Regions from separate parts of the Sus scrofa genome. Here region 1 is linked to region 2. The links are chromatin contacts, called in public promoter capture Hi-C maps. All regions are on one chromosome and are shown on one strand. Each heading gives the region's core, a stretch centred on a gene start, on an enhancer-like site or on the middle of the called end of the contact. The rest is flanking DNA. Distances are from core to core; before and after follow the strand shown. Region 1 holds the start of CDK18 (cyclin-dependent kinase 18). Region 2 holds the start of KLHDC8A (kelch domain-containing protein 8A).

The links. Promoter capture Hi-C pulls out the DNA fragments that hold promoters and counts their contacts.
Region 1: a contact with region 2 is called in a promoter capture Hi-C map of fetal skeletal muscle, with 5 times the contacts expected there. The contact joins the promoter of CDK18 here to the promoter of KLHDC8A in region 2. A contact is called at or near these places in 2 of 5 promoter capture datasets (fetal liver and fetal skeletal muscle) and 1 of 47 Hi-C or Micro-C datasets (liver).

Annotation. Positions count from the first base shown.
Region 1 is chr9:66,173,704-66,177,071 of Sscrofa11.1, forward strand. CDK18 (cyclin-dependent kinase 18) reads left to right here and starts at 1,836. Exons shown (of 16, transcript XM_021063280.1): 1 at 1,836-2,135.
Region 2 is chr9:66,025,343-66,028,991 of Sscrofa11.1, forward strand. KLHDC8A (kelch domain-containing protein 8A) reads right to left here and starts at 1,290. Exons shown (of 6, transcript XM_003357392.4): 1 at 933-1,290; 2 at 1-577. The coding sequence starts at 357.

The DNA of each region.
Region 1 (3,368 bases), core at 586-3,085, 150 kb after region 2:
TCACCCCTGCACTTCACACATGGCGTGATCCCTGCTGGAAAAGCAGAAACACCCTTCCTCCTCTCCGCTGGCCTCTTATCCCATTACCCTCAGCTCAAGCAGCAGAACAACCCCTCCAGGCAGCCATGGTTCCAACCTTGGCCTTGCAGCCCTGGAACTGTTCATTTACCTGCCCCATGAGACAGTGAGCTTCCTGAGAGGCGAGGTTGCATTTCGCTCATCTTTTGTGCCTAGAGATGTAGCTGTTATTTGGCAGACGAGTGATGCTCAGAGAACCTCTGTTGAAACCTCTTGAGGCCATCCTTCTCCCTGGTTCCTTTGGCCCCATTCTCTCTAATCCTGTAAAACACAATTCCTCACCACAGCTCCTTCCCGACCTCTGCGTGGCCTCCTCCCTGTGCCCTAGTGTTCTGATCACATATGTGGATTATGGAGCCAGGCAGGTTGCTTCCTCTCTCGAAATCCTAGAGGCTCAGCCCAACCACTCTTTGCACCCCTTCAATGCTCGGCAGTTTTATTAGCATCCCTGGGAAATCTGTATGACCTGGCAGAGAAAAGAGATAAAGAGTTGGGAGCCCTTTGTGAGGTACCCCTGCCGACTACCAAGTCACTCTCCTAACAGGCTCAGTGTCTTCCTTCCTGCTCCCGAGTCCAAGCCCCGTGGAGTTGCGAGAGCTTGTGGATACAGGCTGATGTTGGAGGGCAAACCTCAGGCCCATGTCTTCCAGAAAGGAATTTTTCCTACTCTCAACAACTTGTTCTCCCTAGGGAAAGATGCCAGGCTCAAAGCCTATGACTTGAAGAAAGGCAGTCACTTCCGAGCAATCGTCAGAAAGGGTTCAGCAGAAACCCATCCACACAGCGGACCACGCCTCCTCAAGAGATCCCTGCCAGGGCCCCCAGTCTGCAGAGGCCACACTCATTGGCGACCAGCGACCATGGAGCTCCCCGATTTGATGCCCATCAGATCCATGGCACCATCTCCTCTCCTCACAGCCTTCAGGAGGAAGCAGGGCTGGGAGGGGCTTGGATGGGCTATTTCATCCCATCTCAGTTTTCCTTTGATCCCTGAAGTCCGATGACGGGGGTGGCGTGGCCATTGGCCTCGGTCCTAATCATGGCTTGCCACTAACTCCTCATGGGGCTTTGGGCCAGTCCAATACCCTTTCTGGGCCTCAGTTTCCCCTTCTCTAAAATGAAAGCTGGGCTGGCAGTAGCTAGTCGGTAAGGCTTCTTGGATGATTAGCACTTGGTCTGTGGGGCTTATTTTGCAAAAGGACAAACTGAATTACTTGTCGAGGTAGGAAGTGGGAGTGATGGCTAGAAGTGAAGCTTCCTCCAGGCCCTGGAAAGGTGGGGTCAACTAGGTGGGAGCTTCCTCCCTAAAGGTAGGTGACAAATCCCACTGGACAGGGGGAAGGGAGAGCCCTGCCAGGACTACTGTTGTCAAGAGCTCTAAAGGCAAAAATGACCAACAGGACCTGTCTGTGCACATTAGCTCCTGGGGTGCCAGTCGCTGGGATCCAGGATCAGACTCAGAAGGGAGGTGAGCTACACGTAGAGACGGACACAGCAGACCAGCCCCTGCCCTGGCCCGGGTCCTGGGTGCCCCAGTCGGGAGGGCTTCATCCCTAGTCACGGCTCTCAGGGCCAGTCCCGCAGGCCAGGCCTAGGAACGAAACCGGAAGAGGCACTTGGACCCTGGTTCCCAGAGTGGGAGAAAGGGTGGGCACCCGGGCAGAGGGAGCCCCAGGGATTGGCAGCGGCTGTGGGCAGGGCGGGAGGGACGGGGAGGAGTCAACTTGTACGTGTGAAAAACTCTGGCGGGGGCCGGGCTCTTCCCTTCCTCCTCCTCCTCCTCCTCCTCCTCCCCCCTCCCTCCTCTTCCCCACCTTCCTCCACCCTCTCCCTTCCCCTCCCCTTCTCCCTCCTCCTCCTCCTCCTCCTCCTCCTCCTCCTCCTCTTCCAGCTCAGGTTGCAGCTTCTCTGGGGAGCCGCTCACCTTTCCGGAGCAGGGGAAGCCGCCCCGAGCCCGGGCAGGGACCCCAGCAGGGCGCAGGGCACAGAGCCCAGCCCCGCGGCAGCCCGGCCGTCGCGGGCGGGAGCCGGCGCGCCGCGGCCCCAGGACACGCGCGGTGAGTCCCGCGGGCGAAGCGCAGTGTGGGTCCGGCAGGGCGGGCGGTGCGCCGGGGGAGGAAGGGGAGGTCGGAGGAGGGGGCACTGTGGCGCCGGGGAAACGGAGCAAAGGTAAGCGGAGCGGCTCTTAAAGGCGCAGTTCTGCTTTTGCCCTGGGGCGGGAGGTTGGAGGGAAATACCAGGGCGCCGGGGGAAGGTCGGAGATCACGAGGCGTGAGGACAAGTGTGTTGGAGGGTGGCGATGCCTTGGCAAGGCCAGTCCCGGGTTCCAGGTGTTTAGGAGGGAAGGACTGTTTTGCATTCTCAGACCTCCCCCACCTCCTCCGCCGGGAGTCTCCACCGGGACTCGCTTTGGCCCCCCGGGCTCCTAGGAAGCAAAGTTTTTCCACCCCGCAGGGAAGCAAGAGCTTTCTAAGCGTCCTTCCGTCTGGGAAGGGCAAGGGTCAGGAGTCTCCGGTAATGAGAGAACCTGAGAAGGTGGAGCCAGATCGCCGCCTCGAGGGGCTTTCTGGGCTCTGGTGAACTTTCCAGAGCGCCAAGTTGAGGGCGGGGGGGGGGGGGGGGGAAGGCCAGGGTCCTGGAGGGTGAAGGTGGAAAGACAGGTGAAGCCCTGCAGGTTCCAGCGCTGGGGGCTGGCTGTGTGTGTGTGTGTTAGGGGTGGGGGTGCCGAGTGGGGGCCTCTGAGGGTTCCTGTGCCTCTTCTCTCCCTGCCTACCTGGGAGCCCAAAGGGGCAGTGCCATCCCCCAGCAGCCAGGAAAGGGTTAATGCAGCAGTGGGAAAGAGTGAGTGGCCTGTTTGGAGATGTGGCTTGAGAATTCTGCTCTCTGGGGGCCGGGTGGGGGGAGTTGGTGATGATCAGGAATCAGAAATCTGAAGTCGGCTGTGGGCTGGAGGCCTCGGTTCTCTCCCTGTTGTGCACACAGGGGTTTCTGGCGCTGTCTGCAGGCCTTGTGGTGGGGATCTGGCCCTTCAGACAGTGACCGATTTTCCATTGCTGCGGGTCGACACCCTGCTAGGCACCGGTGGCTTTGTTCCTCTTCTCTCTGATCCCATCCCGACAGCAAGGGTGGGAGAGTTGGGGCTGTGAGGAGGGAGGGTCTGCTCCCCAGAACCCCCACCCTCCACCCCCCAGCCCAGCCTTCAGCAGTTCCCCAGCTGTGGCCTGGGCCCTGTGACTCACTGACACCACGGCCTGCCCCTCCTGTGTCAGCACCCTGTGAGATTCGGCATG
Region 2 (3,649 bases), core at 40-2,539:
GCCCATGGCGGCCTCACGCAGCATGCTCCTCTTCTTCCACTTGCCCTCATCGATGTTGTACATCTCCACGACCTTCAGGGGCAGCTGACTGGTGCCCACACCCCCGATCACCATGATCCGCTTCCCCAGGGCGGTGACGGCCACCCCGGCTCGGGCCGTGGGCAGGGGGGGCAGGGCGGTCCACTGGTCGGCCTCGGGGGAGTAGACCTCAAAGCAATCCATGGGGACGCCGTTGTCGTCACATCCCCCGATGGCATAGACCTGCCCCCCGGTTTCCAGCAGGGAGCAGTAGACCCGGCGGCTGGGCAGTGGCGCCAGGCGCTTCCACTGGAAGTCCTTGACGTTAGGCACCTCCATGGCAGCCCCGAGGGCCCCGCCCGCCGTGGCCCCGCGGAGCGCCAGGGCGCCGGGAGAGGTGCGAGGCTGGGGATCCGCCGGTTACTCCGCGCCCCCTCTCGCCTCCTCCATCTCGCTCCCGTCCGCCGGCTCCCGCCCGACCCCCGGCAAGGGCCCCGACGCCGGCCAGCGCTTCACCGTCCCTCCAGACTCAGCGGTCCGGCGGCGTCCGCGCCCGGCCCTGCGGGAGGAATGGGGGGCGAATCAAGGGCAGCCGGGGCCACGCGCCCTGGCCTCCTGGCGCGGGCGGGCGCGCCGGCTCCCAGCCCCCGGCCAACTTTCAAGGGAAGACGAGGCGGCGAGAGCGCCACCCCGCGGCGGCATCACGCCCGCTCCGCTTTGTCCCCAGCCTCTCGCCGCTGGCCGCTCCCCAGCTCGCGGAAACCCGCGGAGCGAGGGGGGGCCGGGGGCGTTCAGGGATTGGGAGGTCCGGCTGCTTCCCGGAGAAGCGAGGAGTTAACACCTTTCTCCGCGACGCCTGCCTCCCCCAGCCTCTGCTCCCGGCAATCCCCCGTCCCCGCCCCCGCGCCACTTACACAGCCAGGCCGGAGGAGCGCGGCGGCAAGGCGCAGGCAGCGCATTACCCGAGAGCGGCGCGGGGAGCGGAGGAGAGGGCGCTCTGTCCTTCCCCAGTCCGATCGCCGCCGTCACACATGCAGATGAGGAGAATAAATGAGCAGCGGGAAGGAGAAACCGAGCTGCGGCCAGGGGGTGGGGTAAGGGGAGGCCGGCGAGCCTGCTCCACGCACATCCCCACCTGTGCAGGAATCCGCGTGCACCCCGTGGCCGAGCGAGCCGTGACCTCTTTACATAAGCCTTGGCTGGCACCCGGCCCGCGGGGGAGGGAAAGGGCCGGCGGGAGACGCTCACCTTATCTACCGTTCAGGGAAAGCGGGGCACTAGATCCAAGTACCCACATGACAGGGACCAGACTCCCTCCAGTGTGGGGGTGGGCGGTTTGTGAGTGTTTGTTTTGGATGAGGAGGCGGAGAGTCCAATTACCCAGTTTATCTACAGTACACAGACCCTGTTCGTGACAGGCTGGCTCAGTAGTCGGCTTTGCTTTGGAGAGGTATTATCAAATGGTTTAACCTACTATAAACAAGTGATGTGGGTGTGACACGCGCAGACCTGACACAGGTGCATCCAAACAGCAGGTACACCCCGACCTGCGCACATATGCCTTACCTCACACATCCTCTCTCCCTCCACCGGGAAATAGTCATAGCCGGGGAAACTGACACATGCCCAGTGACGTGGACACAGCCAGAGACACAAACATGTAAAGACAAATGCGGGGGTGGTCCCTCCCACATCACCCGTCTTCACACACCTCAGGAAGGGGAAACCAGGTCATCACATCTTGGTTCTCAGCACCAACCCACAGGGCTTGCCAAATAATTCTTTTAAGCCACTCTCTAATGGCCTTATGAGGGCAGTCGTCCCCAGTAACAAAGTGCCCAGGACACCTATCAACTCCTTGGTGTGATGAACTTCAGGCATCTGGGGGCCTCCTACCTGGTTCCCTTGAATAGAGCCAAGTCTTGAAACACTCTGGCTTGGGAGGCTAACAGACTTGGGTTTGAACTCTGACTCTGAAATGATTTAACTGCTCTGAGCCCGAGTTTCCCTATTTTATTTAGGTTAAACCTTGTATTTTGAGATAAACTGTGGATTCACATGCAGTTGTAAGAAATAACATCTTTTAACCCAGTTTCCCTCAGCAGTAGCATCTTGCAAAAGGTATAGTACAATAATATCCTAACCAGGATATGGAAGTTGATGAGTCAAGATACAGAGTATTTCCATCACCACAAGAACCTTTCATGATGCCTTTTTTAAAAGATCGAAGTATAGTTGATTTACAACATTGTGTTAATTTCAGGTGTACCTGTTGCCTTCTTATACCCATGCCTTCCCTCTCCTCCTTGGCAACTACCAATCTGTTCTCCATAATTTTGTCACTTCAAGAGTGTAAGAGTGTTATATAAATATAATCTTTATGCAACCTTTTGGGATTGGCTTTTTCTTTGCTCCCAGCATAATTCCGTGGAGATTCATCCAAGTCGTTGCATGTTTCACTCTTTTTTTTTTTTTTTTTTTTTTTTTTTGCTTTTTGGGGCTGCTCCTGCGGCATATGGAGGTTTCCAGGGTAGGGGTCTAATCGGAGCTACAGTGGCTGGCCAACGCCATAGCCACAGCAACGCAGGATCTGAGCTGCATCTGCGACCTATGCCACAGCTCACGGTGGCAACACGGGATCCTTAACCCACTGAGTGAGGCCAGGGATCAAACCTGCCACTTCATGGTTCCTAGTTGGATTTGTTTCTGCCTGCACCACGACAGGAACTCCTGCTTCACTCTTTTTTTTTTCTGAGTAGCATTCCATAATATAGATATATCCTTGTAGATTTTTGTGACGATTAAATGAGATTATATTTGTAAAATGTTCAGTTCAGCTTCTGACACATGGTGACACATAGCAAGGTCCTGGTAAGTTGCTATTAATACTATTACTACTACAACTACTGTCAACCAAGAAAAAAGAAAAGTGAGAACAAGCGAAAATATTTTGCCCCTCACTTAGAAATGACTTCCTGTGAGAAACAAAAGTCACAGCTCACAATAGGCTCATTTTAACATCTTGAATTCTTGGCTAAGAAATTCCACTGTGGTTTTTTTTTTTTTTTTTTTTTTTTTTTTTTTTTCTTCTTATGGTCGCACCCATGGCATGGAAGTTCCCTGGGCCAGGGATTGAATCCAAACCACTACTGCAACCTATGCCACAGGTGTGGCAATGCTGGATCCTTTAACCCATTGTGCCAGACTGGGGATCAAACCCACACCTCTGCAGTGAACCAAGCCACATCATTCAGATTCTTAATCCATTGTGCCACAGCAGGAACTCCTCCACCTTTTTTTTTTTTTTTTTTTTTTTTTTAAATTTGAATTCTTTGTACTTGCAAAGAAATACCTCTAGAATCTTCATAGTTGTAGGCTGTGTTGGGACTCAGAGAAGACTGGCCTAAGATATACCATGATGGCTTACTGATTACTTAAAGTTAAAGTTACTTGAGAAACAGCCAGTGGAAAAAATATTAAAAAACAAAACAAAACAAAACAAAACATGCTGGGAGTTTCCACTGTGGCACAGTGAGGTAAGGCTTCTTGTGCCCCCCCACCTCCACCCCAGCTCACACAACTCAATAAGCAGGTATAAAAAGTTCCATACTACTTTATTTCTGCATAACTC